Linked DNA regions of Mus musculus: regions 1 and 3 are each linked to region 2. The links are chromatin contacts, called in public HiChIP or PLAC-seq and promoter capture Hi-C maps. All regions are on one chromosome and are shown on one strand. The core of a region is the stretch at or near the end of the contact, and the rest is flanking DNA. Distances in the headings are between cores, read along the strand shown.

Region 1 (4,640 bases), core at 1,141-3,640, 730 kb before region 2:
TCGGGCACCCTGGGTGGCAGGTCCCTCCTCTGCTCTGCTCTGCTCTGCTCTGCTCTGCTCTGCTCTGCTCTGCTCTGCTCTGCTCTGCTCTGCTCTGCTCTGCCTGCTGCTGAGTGCTGCCTGGAGGCCCTAGGCAGGATTGGTGGCCTGGGGACCACAAGGGAGGCAGCACGGGGATGTCCAGAATTGTGGAGCTCTGGGATTCAGAAAATCTGCCTACTGTCAGCATTGGCAGGACCCAGTCCATCAACTTAAAGCCTCAAAGGCTCATGGAGGGGCAGGTTTGATGACATGAGAGATCATCTTTGTGATGTTAATACTCTCAAACCTACTGCAGGCCAGCACTGAGAGGGGCTGGGGAGAGCACTGAGGCCCCAGCTAACCGGGAAATGGGCCCAGAGTCTTACACCAGGAAGTGACTAACTGGTCTAGCACCCAACCAATGGATGTCTTTCCTTCTCTGGCCTTCTTTTATCAAACAAAAACAAAACAAACAAACTGTGGTGGCTGTGACCAGAGCTGGGATCTTCTGGTCGGCTGAATCCTTTAAACTCTGGTCACTCTTAGCAGCAAGCTGTGCTCTAGAACCTCCGGGCAGTCTGGGTAATATATTTCCCAGGTCCCCTGGAATCCTCAGAGCTCACTAAAGGGCATCCATGTCAAACAGGGCAGCCTGAACACACTAGAGTCTGCCCTACCCACAGAGGAAGTCCACAAAGATGACATCTGGATTTCTGCAGTAACTTGTTCAGGTGCTGGCTTAGCACCAACTTAGGCAGTCTTCTGTTTTCAACTCAAGATAAAGGACAGGGCTCCCAGAGCTAAAGTCTTAGGGAAAGCCACAGTGCTCATCTCTCCCATGCTTACATCATCACAGAAAGACTTGTGGCATTCTGGAGCAGAGGGGAAGTTTGGGAAATGATGCTGGATCCTTAAATAAATAAATATGTACCTTACCCATAAACAACCAGCAACCAGAAACCAACGCTTAGGCTCGGGACTCCATTTTCAATATCTGCCTCTCCATCGCCTTAGAAAGCTGACAGGGTTGTTAACAAAACGAGGTCTAGAGGTTTTAGCATGGTCTGTGCCTCCTTGGATCTTGGCATTGAATGTCACTAGGAGCTTGCAGCTGGGTGGGAAAGGGCGGAATGGATGCCCAAAGGACAAGCCTTGCCAAGAAATAAGCCGTGGGCCTTTCAAACTCTGGAAACTTCAGGGATGTCCCTGACCCCACCCCTCCAGTGCACCCCTAACCTTCTATTGCTTGGATTTTTCCAAAGGACCAGCACTTCGTATGTTCTGGGGGAGTTCTGACAAAGAAACAAAAAGCAGGGCTCCTCCTACCCACTTTCTAAGGCCAATCTTGCCGGAACTTAGCGCTGGGTTCTCAGGCAGAAGAGACCAGGAACCCGAGCCCAGAAGTAGGGAGACAGGAAGCTGGTAAATCCAGTCTCTTCTGTGCACCTCACCCCCACCCCGGGAAGTGCGACAATTACCCTACACACGCTGCCCTGGGCTCCCCGGGGCAGTCTGCGGGTCTATGCGGGCTCCCCTGTTTTGTGTCGCCGCCCTTGCAAGATTCAACTTCCGTAAAGGCCACACGAGACTGCCGGGAGTTTCTCGGGTCCTGGGCCCCGTGGGGTTAAGTCTGAGTCCCCGCCTGGCGAGGAGCAGATCGCGCCGAGTGGGGGCGGTACCGGCCGCGGGGCAAGCAGCCTGCTGCGAAAGGAAGGAAAGGCGGGATCCTCCGGGAAGTTGATTCTCAGGCGTCCAGCTGCGGCCACTGCCAAATCTCTGACTTCTCTCCCCACCTCCTCCCCCTTTCCCTAGGGGATAGACATCTCGGGTCCCGGGTTTCTTGCATGGGGGTGGGGTGTTGTCAGCTAGAAAAGCCAAGCCTTTCAGAGGCCCCCTAAGAGAATCCAAACTCTCCATCCCACTGACCTCCTCCTGGGTTAGTGTCTCTGCCTGTCAGCTGCGACCTTCCGAGCGACGCAGTGACCCAGCCGGAGCTGGAGCACCTGGCGAAGCCTGGGTGAGGCTGTTGCGACGCCTCTTATTTAAAAAAAAAGGGAGGGGTGTCTCACACTTTTTCTCTTGAAGGCTCCTTCTGTCCCCCTCTTTTCCTTTCCTGAAAGGCACCCCCTTAAACGGTCCTCCGCCTTCCCTTCTACTCCCTTCCTTCCCCACTTCGGTCCTCCTCTTTTCTTCGAGGGCCCCCACCCAGCCCCCTCCTTCGGGGTCCTCCTCCTCCTCTGCTCTTTGGGCGTCCGCCCCGTCAATCACCGCCGTCTCGGGGCCCCAGCCCGGCTCCTCTCCGCCTCCCGGGCTCTGGGAGTGCCTGGGGCTCCCGTCTCGGCCAACCTCCGCTCTGTGCAGAGCCGGGGCGATCTGTCAGCGGAGCTGGCCGAGGGGGGCGGGGGTGGGAGCCGCCCGGGCCGCCGGGGCTCGGGTTACCGGTGACTGACAGCGTCTCCATGGCGAATAATTTGACTCGACTATTGTCTGGCGCGGGCAGGCCCCGGGTCAGATAACCCGACCAATCAGGGCGCGGGCCGCCGCGCCTCATGCCCGCTTAGAATAATATTATTAAAAAAGCTGCAAGCGAGCTAGACGGGAGGGAGAGCGAACGAGCGAGGAGCCGGCGAGCGAGCGGCGGGCGGGCGCGGAGCATGCGGAGCGGCGCCCCGGGCGGCCTCCGGGCTTGGGCGCGGGCGAGGCGCGCGGGCGGCGGGGGCGCGGAGCTGCGCGGGGCCGGCGGCGGGAGCGAGGACGGATCGTTGTGACTCAGGAGTCGCTCGGGAGCCGGCGCCTGGCCAGGGGGCCCCGCCCGCCTGTCGGCCGGCCGGGGCCGGCGGGGAGGCGCCCATGCGGGGCCGCGAAGCGCGGTGAGGGCGCGCGCGGGCGGGCGGGCGCGCAGCCGCCACCATGTCCATGCTGCCCACCTTCGGCTTCACGCAGGAGCAAGTGGCGTGCGTGTGCGAGGTGCTGCAGCAGGGCGGCAACATCGAGCGGCTGGGTCGCTTCCTGTGGTCGCTGCCCGCCTGCGAGCACCTCCACAAGAATGAAAGCGTGCTCAAGGCCAAGGCCGTGGTGGCCTTCCACCGGGGCAACTTCCGCGAGCTCTACAAAATCCTGGAGAGCCACCAGTTCTCGCCGCACAACCACGCCAAGCTGCAGCAGTTGTGGCTCAAGGCGCACTACATCGAGGCGGAGAAGCTGCGCGGCCGGCCGCTGGGCGCCGTGGGCAAGTACCGCGTGCGGCGCAAGTTCCCGCTGCCCCGCTCCATCTGGGACGGCGAGGAGACCAGCTACTGCTTCAAGGAGAAGAGCCGCAGCGTGCTGCGCGAGTGGTACGCTCACAACCCCTACCCGTCGCCACGAGAGAAGCGCGAGCTGGCCGAGGCCACCGGCCTCACCACCACGCAAGTCAGCAACTGGTTCAAGAACCGGCGGCAGCGCGACAGGGCGGCCGAGGCCAAGGAAAGGTACGAGTAAGTGAGCATCTGCGCCGGCTTCCCTGGTCCTGGGAGAAACGGGTGCGGGAGGATGGGGAGCTCCTGGACAGGACTAAATCGCACCCGGACCCCGGGTACCAAGCTCGGCCGCAGCTCAGGCTGGCTCAAAACAGCGCTTAGGTCTTTTCTGGAGGCTGAGCGACCCGGAATTTGTCTAAAGCGGGCAAAGCGGTGCGTAAGTTCAGTAACTAATTCCTCAGTCGCTTGTGGACTAAACTGGAAAAACGGCGAGTTTCAGAGAGGGCAGGGCTGTGGGCCTGAATTCCCTGCGAGGTAAGCGTAGGCTTAGGGCCTGATCTTCGAACAACCAAGGGCGTCGGGGATCAGGGGGTTTAGGACGTCACCTCCAGGTCAAAGAGATTTTTAGGGGTCAGGGCAGGGGTTGGAATCTCCCTAGTATTATCTGGGTAATGACTGCAATATCTATGCAAGGTAGACCTATTCCTTGTCTGGGCATAAGAGCTGGGCACAAGAGAGTTGGGAGTTATCCCGCGTAGAAAGGACCCAAAGATGTAAGGCCTCCGGGGGAAATGTCTGCTGAGGAAGAGAAGGCAATCCAGCCTGCCTTTCCTGAACTTGCCAGACCCTTGAAGACCTCGCTCTCCTTAGGTTCTGCTCTCTTTGATGGGCAAGTCGGGTGTGCGAGGTAAACTGGGATCTGCCGAAAGACTGGGAGCTTTCTTTTCTATCGGAATCTAAGACTTTCCAAACTAACCTAAGCTACAGACACCCCTGTAACTGTCTGTAACCCGCTTTGGGCTTAAATCTGGACAAGGAAACTAGGGGATCGAGATCGGAGAGAAACGGATTATGGGAACGGATTTCTCCTTGGGGAACAGCAAAACAAGACACCTGGGTTAGGTGATGTGGATGTGTTGAACACCGTTTGAAGGATCCAGGGTCAGGGTATCGAACAGTAGGGGCAGAAGAGCAAGCTGCAGACTGGACCTGGGTATTTGAAATCCCCAAGTTTGACTTTGAATGGCGATGATGTCTTGCTCATTCCCCCACCCCCCACCCCAAGAAATCTGAAAGAATGGCCGTTAGGAATCCACTAATAGGTTTTACCCAGGATTTCAAATACCCATATCTGGTCAGGGACTGTCCGCAAAAGCAGGC
Region 2 (4,698 bases), core at 30-2,529:
GCGACCGGGAGAGAGAGCCACACCGAAAGGTGTTTTCCGGAGCGGCGGGCAGGACTGGGTGAGCCGCGGCCTTGGGGTGGCCCGCGCGCCCATGGGCGCTGCCTGCACGCCGCGGCGCGAGGGGAAGCAGCGGACTTCCACGCGCCCCGGCAAACTACTCCCTCGCCGCGCCGCGCCCCGCGAAGCCTCGCGCGCAAGCGGAGGCGGCGGCGGCAGCCCAGGCCCTGGGCCTAGCCCGGTGCTCCGAGAGCAGGCTGGACGGACGGACGGCCGTTCCCCCACTCGGCTGGGCGCAAAGCGGCCTTACCTGGGGCGAAGGTAGAAAGGGAGGTCTCGCGGGCTCGCCCGCCGCACAGCCGCCCGCGGCCCCCGGCTTTCTCCCGAGACGCGACACCGCCTCCGCCGCCGCTTCGCCCTCGGGGGCTCGGCCACCGCCGCCGCCCGAGCTGTTTACACCGTCCGGCCCCTCACACCGCCGCCGCCGCCTTCTCTCCAACCCAGAGCCGCTGCCGACTCGGCCGCCGCCACCTCCTCCGCCGCAGCCTGATCTCTCTGGAGCATCTTCCAGCCACCGGACACGGAGAAACAGAGACTCCAGCCGCGCCGGCAGGAAACTCCCCCGCAACTGCCAGGGGGGACCAGGCGGTCAGAGCACCAGCGGCTTTTCCGCCATTGAGCAGCGGCCGCTCCGCTCCTTCTGCAACCCCCCTCCCCTCCCCGCACCGCCGTCTTTCCCCGCCCCTCCTCGGGCTCCGCCCCCCAAGGGCACCCATTGGGACGCCGCGTGTGTCACCGCTGCCCTCGGTTTGCTGAGAAGCCTGTCAATCTACGTTCTCCCGCCCAACCTGGCCCCTAGTATCTTCTGTGCTTCTCTTTCCCCGCCCACACGGCCCCGCCTCTGAGTCTTTAATTTCTCATTGGGCGTCAGTGCCCACCTTAATTGGCAAGGTCAACTATCCATCACACACCGCCCACCAGTGAGGCCCAACCCTTCATTACCATTTACTTTATTCAGCCCCACCTCCGCCTTGCCCTAACTCCTGACGTCACCGACCTGCCCACCCTAGTAGCCATAGGTAGAGTCCTCCGTCAGTCAAATTACGCCCCAACTCGAAGACCGATATCCTTTTCTGATTGGTTCAAATGGCGGCCTGATCCTCCGACTATTGGCTTCCTCTACTTGTCCGTCAAGAAACCAATTTCCAAGTCCGTCACTTCGGCTTTTTTTAAATGAACGCGCAAAAGTATCCTAAAAGGGATTGGCTAGTATTCGTAGATGGCCAAGCCCCGAGTCTGCGGACCCTGCAGTTCTGACCTCTACACTTCGCGGAGAACGAACACCATAAAGAAACCAACGGGCAGTCCAGTTATAGGTGGAAATTGGTCCCACCCGGAGTGGAGAGAGCCGGCTTCTGATTGGCCAGAGAAGTGCCCCTAGACCCTCATTGGAAGAAGTGGCCGCCTCTCTTTGGCATAGAGCTGTGAAGGAAGAGCTCAGAAAGGTTCGAGAAAGGGCCTGGAGAGAGGCGTTGTTTTGCTTCAACTACGGGTGGGGCGCACGCGAGAGTGCAAAACTGGGCGCGTAGGGCTCTGGGGAGGTGATGCAGGGAGGGAAAGAGCCCGGATGTTCCCTAACAATGAAATCATCTCTGACCAATCAGAGCCTCATTGTTGGGATACCTGCATGACCTGTCTCCAGCAGGGGAGAGTGGGCGGGAAGTTGAGAAGGCTGAAAAGCCACTTGAGAAAATGGGACAGGAGATCCCTTCGGGATGATTTTGCAATGGTTCAGATTGTTCGTTCTTCTTATTTACCTCGACCTCCTGCCTTCCAGCCCTTGGCAGTTCCGTGTTTTGTTTCTGAGTCTGATTTTTAAAACTCCTGTCTAGGCTCTTGACATTCACTAGGTCATTCCTCTCTTAAAGAGCACCTGCATTTTGCTAAGCGTGGTAGGTAGAACTGGAGATACAAAAGTAAGGCAGGCAGTCCCAGACTGGGAATGGTAGGTAATCATTGAACGTCTGCAAAGGGTAATGATGACATAAAGGAGTCTCCCTCTGGGTATGATTACTCGGAAGGCTTCACAAAGGCCGGGAGAAAACGGTCATCTAGTAACCACATTGAGCTAGAAAGTGAACCAGGTTAATTCTTCCAGATCAAAGTGTAATGGGGCACTTAAGCGCTCACCTGAAGAGTTTTTAAACTCGCTCAAGTCTTTGAAAGACGTTTTCGATCTTATTCATACTTAGGTATAAGTTAGTTGGGACAACTTAGGTTTAGACCGACCTAAGGGAGTGCAAATTCAGCTTTGAAAAGAAGGACATATTTCTGAAGCAATTTCCAAAGTGAAACTGGCGGAAATAAACATTTGGTTGCAATTCAGATTTCTCTGGAACTTCAAGTTTAAGAACTCTGTCTTAAGGTTTCTATTGGGACCATGAAACACCATGGCAACCAAAAAGCAACTTGAGTAGAAAAGGGTTTATTGGACTTACACTGTAGCCCATCACTGAAGGAAGCCGAACAAGAACTCAAACCTGCAGATAAGAGTTGATGGAGAGGTTACTAGCTTGTTCACATGGCCCGCTCAGCCCACTTATAGAATCCAGGACCACCAGCTCAGGATGGCATCGCACACAATGGGCTGCCCCCACCCACCCCCACCACCCCCATCAATCACTACTTAAGAAAATGTTCTACAGGCTAGCCCACAGCCAGCTCTTAGGAATGAAAGTTTGTCTCCTCTCAGATGTCTCTAGCTTGTGTCAAGTTGTCATTAGAATGTAGCCAGCACACATGGTGTTTTTTCAGGATAGTGGGCAAACAGGTTCCTAAAATTAGAATCACCTGAGGTTCCAAGCTACATTCATGCCTACAAAATCCAGAGCTCACTCTGGGGAGAAAGCTCACTACAATACAATTTTATTTCATTTATTGTGATTCTGGAGATTGAACTTCGAAAGATAATTTTTAAAAGTAGTCTTTGGGTGCTAGATTTTTTTGTTTTGTTTTGGTTTTGGTTGTTTGGTCAGTTGACTGTTTGTTTGGTTGGTTGATTTGGTTTGGTTTGGCACACCAATTCTTAGACCCAGTGACTGAGAATTGGAGACAGCCATAAAAATTTCTTTCTCTGATTTTGCATACTGTAGGTGAGCTTCAATAAAGAAAAGAAAGTAAGCCCACTTTAGCTCTGACTACCCCTTCAAGGGGCTTCATTATGGAATCAAGAAGGGTTTAATTACATTTAGTGTTTGTGTGTGTGTGTGTGTGTGTGTGTGTGTGTGTGTGTGTGTTTGCAGTGGAGGTCTGAGGGCAATTAGTTCTTGCCATCCTGTAGGGTCCCAGAGTACAACTGAGGCTATTAGACTTGATTATAATCTCCTATCCCTGCAGAGCCATCTTCGACAGCCTGGGAATTATTTAAATGACTTACACAATATATTTTTTAAATCACACCTTTGCTTGGGACACCTTATATTAGAAGATTGAAGTACGGGACCTCACCTTCCAAAATAAGGATCAACATGCTAAAGATCAACAAATAAGGGCTCTTGGATTCCCTTGCCTCGAGAACCCAGGCAACCACAGACAGACATCAGAGCCCTGTCTCGCACTGCTTGATTTCCTCTTGATCTCCTTTGGCAGACACTCAAATGCAATATGAGATTCAGTGATGTAACTAGGCTGCGGATTGTATACAACTCACTCTTTAATCACTAAAAGTAAGAAAACATAACTGAGGTTTTGTTGTTTGTTTGTTTGTTTTATGTCTAAGACTACAATGAGATCACAGACGAAAAAACCATTAGGTTAACTTTCTGAATTACTGAAGCTTAGCAACAAACCCTTAAAGAAGCCCCCAAAGGATTCACAAGGTTAAACGGCGGTATGTGTCGTGGTAGATAGGGGATATGTCACACACAATCAGCACCGTCACAATGGTTCTGCAACAGCTTGGTACTCTGGTGACTACACCCTGAGCCTTGGTTTGCCCGACCATAATGCCTTTCTTTAGAGCCACATAAAGAGCAGTAGAGCCGGGCGGTGGTGGCGCACACCTTTAATCCCAGCACTCGGGAGGCAGAGGCAGGGGGATCTCTGAGTTCAAGCCCAGCCTGGTCTACAGAATGAGTTCCAGGACAGCCTGGGCTACACAGCGAAACCCTGTCTCAAAAAAAAAAAAAAAAAATTGAGACAATGCTAAGTATAAGGTAGAAAATTGTCCTGATTAGGATGCTCGTTTTCTTTATGCTGAGCTGGGGTCACTTTTGTTTGTCTTGAGACAGGGTTTATTGTTTTTGTTGTTGTTATTGTTTTTATGTAGCCCTGGCTGTCCTGGAACTCACTATGTAGACCTCACTGACCTCAAATTCACCAAGATCGCCGGGCGGTGGTGGCACACGCCTTTAATCCCAGCACTTGGGGGGCAGAGACAGGCGGATTTCTGAGTTCGAGGCCAGCCTGGTCTACAAAGTGAGTTCCAGGACAGCCAAGACTATACAGAGAAACCCTGTCTCGAAAAACCAAAAAAAAAGAAAAAATTCACCAAGATCCATGTTGAGTTTTTAAACCCCCAGAAGAAACAGCTGAGGTTCGCCTATTCAACATATCAAAGAGGACCTGGCCTCCAGGTTCTCCCAGCATCCCTCAGTCCTTGCCTGTTACAGGTGTGACTGGCATACCCTGCCCTCTACCCGG
Region 3 (4,430 bases), core at 793-3,292, 690 kb before region 2:
AGAGCACAGACTTTGAAGATATATAAATTTAAGTTCTGGTTCTGGATATGCAACACGGTGACCTTAGGTGTGTCATCTGGTATGCAATTTAGTCTACCAGATTCCCAGTTTCCTCATAAGTTTAGTGGATTTAATATTTATATCTCAGGCTCTAACAGATATAATTTAGTGTCCTGGATCTAATGTTTGCCCCCTGTTCAAACTACAAAAGCTCTCTAAAGAGAAGGCACTCATCTCTAAAGACTATGGCAATGGTTCTCCTCCACCTGGCCAGGGATGTGAATGGCCCTGCCTGCAAGCGAGGGATAGATGAAATCAGTGTGTCCTCTGCCTTCCCCAGCCCCGTCTCCTTATCCTATCTCATTCTCTCACAAGACACCACAACACTACCACTCCAGTTCTCACGATAGAAATGCCCTCATCAGAAGGCAAGGTGCCACCAGCCTGGCTGCCAGTATCAGGTCCAGCATCAGGACCAACATCAGGACCAGCATTAGGCCCAGCATCAGGCCCAGCATCAGGCCCAGCATCAGGCCCAGCATCAGGTCCAGCATCAGGTCCAGCATCAGGTCCAACATCAGGACCAGCATCAGGCCCAGCATCAAGTCCAGCATCAGGCCCAGCATCAAGTCCAGCATCAGGACCAGCATCAGGTCCAGCATCAGAACCAGCATCAGAAATGTCCTCAGTTAAGACTTGAGAGCCACCCACAGTGCCTCTGATCAGCAATGTGGATCCTGAAGGCTCTGGACCACCTCTTCACATCCTTATCCTGAACATGAATAAAATTGAATCAGACAGCTTCAAAGGAAGATGTCAGAGTCTGCAGGGGAAGTTAGAAAAGGCATTTCCACATTCTGAGTTAGGGACCAGGGCGAAAGGGAAGAGAATTCCTTGAGTCTTGCGATTCTCTGGCCTTTGGGGGCACCTCATGGAGTTTCTACTCAGGGGTCCCTAAATCTCTGAGAGAACCTGTTTCAGGGCTCACATTTTTCTTTCCATAGTACAGAAACTTCTCGGATCCTTAGAGACTGTGCCAATATTCCTCAGGTTTCTTACCTGTCAATCAACCTTGTTTTATTCCAGGAGAAACAAAAATACAACACACACATTTTTTTTTCTTAATGGTCTTTACCTCGAGGTTTAACTTCTGGATATGATCTGTTTTCTTCTAATGTTTGGGACTTGAATGCAGGGCCTCACATAAAGCTAAGCAAGCTTTTATGGCGATCTACAGCCCTGACCTCCTTGTAGTTTTATGACAGGGTCTTGCTTGAACTCTACAGCTCAGGCAGGCCTTGTACACCTCAGCCTCCCTCAACCTTGGGAAGAACTGGAATTAGAAGCCTGCGCCATCATGCTTCACCCAGATTCTCCTGCAGAGGGGGTAGTCAGTCTGTAGGCGCCTCTGAGTCGGACCGGTGCAGGGAAGTGCCCCAACTCCAATAGGCAGGCACACTGGATGCAACTCTCCTCCTTCAGTCCATGACAAAGGCCCACATTAGCATGTTAACACTGTGCACATCCAGAATCTTCGGGGGTTCTACCACCTTCTGTCATTCTGCAGACAAACCATCACTCGTGTGCGATGTTCAACTCCTTGGAACTTACCCACGGGTTATGAAGGCTAGGACCAAGTGAGAAGATGGAGGAGAAACGAAGGCCGGGGCTGAGGCCAGGCCAGTGGGTATTGCTGCCTCAGAGGCAGCTGGGGAGGAGGTATTCCATTTCCTGAGCTGCGCTTGTCCCATTTCAGTTTGAACAGATGGAAATATAGTTCAATGTTTCAACATCATTTGCCTTTCTCGTGCTAAAATATTGATAAGTGCTGCCCGCACTGATGCCCCCGCGGTTGCGAGCAGTAACTGGAGCATGATGTGTACTGAAGTGAGACACGGCAAAGCCTTTAACGAGTGTTTAAAATTCCTGGAATAATGCGCAACACTGGCTCCTGAAAACCTCCCTCCTGGGCGGCCTCCTAATCGTCAGGAGGAGGGTGAGCGCCGCGCGGACCCCTGCTGGTGGCAATTAGCGCGGCAGCTGCTCGTCTTCAGGACGGAACAATGCGGGAGGCGCTGCATCTGCCCAGGCGGAGGCCACCGCACTTATGGGGGTAGGACACCCAGTGTTGCCTCCTGCTCCCGCCAGGGGCCTGTCACTCCGTACCCAGCCCCTTGAAAGAACTGCGCCCTGACTCTATAGAAAGGCAATCAGCAGACAGAAAGAAAGGGGGGGGGGGGCGAGTAAGAGAGGGGGCGCAGAAGGAAAAAGGGGGAAAGAGCGAAGGGAAGGAAACAGGAAGTACTCAGACCTCCCTGGGAAGAGCTTACCGCCACCCCCACCCCGCCCACACCCCCGACCTCCCCACCAATAAGAATTAAACCAAATTCTTCACTCCTTCGCAGGTGGCACTGTTCCTCAAATTGCAGCTGGGACAAAGGCTTCCAGACTTCGCTGGAAGAAAACCTACAGTGTGGGCCTGAGTATCACTGCCAAGATTTACAGCAGCCCAGCTTGTCCAGGCAAGACAGCATGCCAGGCGCCTTTCAGGTGGAGCGTCCCCACCGTGGTTCATTTCTCCCATACTTTAGCTTCTGGTTTTAGAGTCTTGACTTTTGTTTGAAGACTCTTTTTCGATCTTTGTGGAATCATCCTGAGGTCTAGTCCCCAAGAGGCCTGTTCACATCAGATTACAGAAGACAAAGCCTGCCTTTTCCAGAGGTGACCTGAAAAAGGGCCGCATCCCAGAGGGCTGTGGGTTACCAATCTACAAGGAATCCTGGACAGTGGTTGTATGAAACACATGCATGCACTAGTTTAAGAATCAGGAGGCTGGGAGTGAGAGAGGTGGTTCAATAGCTACAAATACCGAATTGCTGCTCTTGCAGAGGACTGGCGCTCAGTCCCCAGCCAACACCCACAAGGTGCTCACAACCTCTGTAACTTTAGTTCTAGAAAATACCATGCCTTCCAGCCTTGGAGGATACTGCCCATACATGGTACACATACATGCATGTATGCATGCATGCGTACATACACACACATGCATACAGGCAACACACACTAAAAAAAATGAATAAAATGTTAGGGCAGTCCTGGTGACACACAGCTTTAATCCTAGTACTCAGGAGGCAGTCAGACAGATCTCTGTAAGTTCAACCTCAGCCTGGTCTACCTAGAGTTCTAGGCAAGCAAAGAATATATGAGGAGATCCTGCCATCTCCTCACTCCCTAATTTTTTTTTTTAAATCAGGAGGCCAGAGATGTAGTCCAGTTGATAAAGTGTTTGCCTAGCATGGGAAAAGCCCACATCTGTAAAACCAGCACTTGAGAGGCAGGAGTAGGAATAACAGATGTTGAAGGTTATTCTTGGCTATTTATCGAGCTCAAGGTAGGTTGAACTACACAACGCTGTGTCTCAAAAAACGGGAGAAGAACCAGTGGGCTGCAGAACCCTTGCTTGCTCTTGTTGCAGAGTGGACGATACTTGTAATGGGTAAGACAGAAGAAGTAGGGCTCTACCAGGAGCTGAGAAGAAAGATCTGACCATGTGTGCTCCTCTTATGCCTCCCACAAAATAAAACTCAACCATTACAGAAATAAAACTGTTAGTGACACAGAGGGTGGAGGTGGCAGGCGAGGATACACACACAGTGCAGGAGGGCAATTTGGGGATAAGTGGTGTGTAGTATAGTATTGACGGGACAAACCAGGATAGTCCGGAATGTGCAGCTGTCAAAGTCAGTGTCAGGGGACAGGTTCCCAAGACCCATCTGCTGCAGGGTTCTTAATAGATGAGGAAGTGCACAAGAAATGCTGTTGCTTCTGGGAGGTTGTAAGGAGCCCCACGACATTCTCCATCCACAGTGAATACCTCGTGCGGTGGTACAATGCTTCCACTCACAAGTGTCCGCTCCTGGAACCACTGCTCACCCCCGAGGTGCTCCTGATGTGGCTCCAGAGGGTCTGCCTCTCTGTCTGAGATTGCCTTCCATGTTTTCCTGTACAACCTGTCCACTCAGGGATGTTCCCAGCCATGTGGGTGCTGGGAATCTAATCAGGGCCCTCTGCAAGAGCAGCCAGGGCTCTTAACCTCTGAGCCACCTCTCCAGCTTCCATGGCTGGATTTTACATGCAGTAACCAGAGAGACCCATGAGAGTTAAGTTAAAGACTCTCAAAATGTGAAGAATGGAGGTGGGCTCAGAGATGAACCTTTGACAAATGGATCCCAAGAAAGCAAGGCTTTGATTCCAAGGTCTTAGGCTGCCACCTTCCCAAGCCAGCTCCGCTCCCAGGCTCCCTGCCACATTCACCTAGAACTTCTGTCGCTGTGCTTTCAGGAATGCTCACCCATACAAAGTGTCTCCCAGAGGTCCAGTGGCAAAGGCATGGCCTCTAGAGAGGCGCGTCTAGAAGATTAGCGATGCCC

The links. Promoter capture Hi-C pulls out the DNA fragments that hold promoters and counts their contacts. HiChIP or PLAC-seq counts read pairs in DNA pulled down with a chosen protein or histone mark.
Region 1: a promoter capture Hi-C map of embryonic stem cells shows a contact between it and region 2, with 2.1 times the contacts expected there. The contact joins the promoter of CJ186046Rik here to the promoter of 1110020A21Rik in region 2. A contact is called at or near these places in 1 of 39 promoter capture datasets (embryonic stem cells), 2 of 484 Hi-C or Micro-C datasets (both in embryonic stem cells) and 4 of 115 datasets of contacts at active chromatin or transcription factors (embryonic forebrain, embryonic stem cells, large pre-B cells and 1 more).
Region 3: an H3K27ac HiChIP or PLAC-seq map of differentiating embryonic stem cells shows a contact between it and region 2, with 4 times the contacts expected there. The contact joins the enhancer-like site here to the promoter of 1110020A21Rik in region 2. A contact is called at or near these places in 4 of 39 promoter capture datasets (hippocampal neurons, liver, neural stem cells and 1 more), 10 of 115 datasets of contacts at active chromatin or transcription factors (the NIH/3T3 cell line, astrocytes, differentiating embryonic stem cells and 7 more) and 1 of 9 other capture datasets (macrophages).

The regions. Positions count from the first base shown.
Region 1 is chr17:85,686,244-85,690,883 of GRCm38.p6, reverse strand. CJ186046Rik (a long non-coding RNA gene) reads right to left here and starts at 2,390. Exons shown (of 9, transcript XR_001782258.2): 1 at 1-2,390. Six2 (sine oculis-related homeobox 2) reads left to right here and starts at 2,630. Exons shown (of 2, transcript NM_011380.2): 1 at 2,630-3,491. The coding sequence starts at 2,932.
Region 2 is chr17:84,954,004-84,958,701 of GRCm38.p6, reverse strand. 1110020A21Rik (RIKEN cDNA 1110020A21 gene) reads left to right here and starts at 1,279. Exons shown (of 4, transcript NR_027929.1): 1 at 1,279-1,502. It overlaps Ppm1b (protein phosphatase 1B, magnesium dependent, beta isoform), which reads right to left and starts at 701. Exons shown (of 6, transcript NM_001159496.1): 1 at 308-701.
Region 3 is chr17:85,643,518-85,647,947 of GRCm38.p6, reverse strand. No RefSeq gene overlaps it. Among named protein-coding and RNA genes, the nearest start is that of Six3, 25 kb to the right of the region's middle. Within about 2 kb of position 2,042, at least 27 of the 459 cell types and tissues checked have an H3K27ac peak or open chromatin away from gene starts, as enhancers often do. A contact at or near this core is called in differentiating embryonic stem cells, where this site is marked.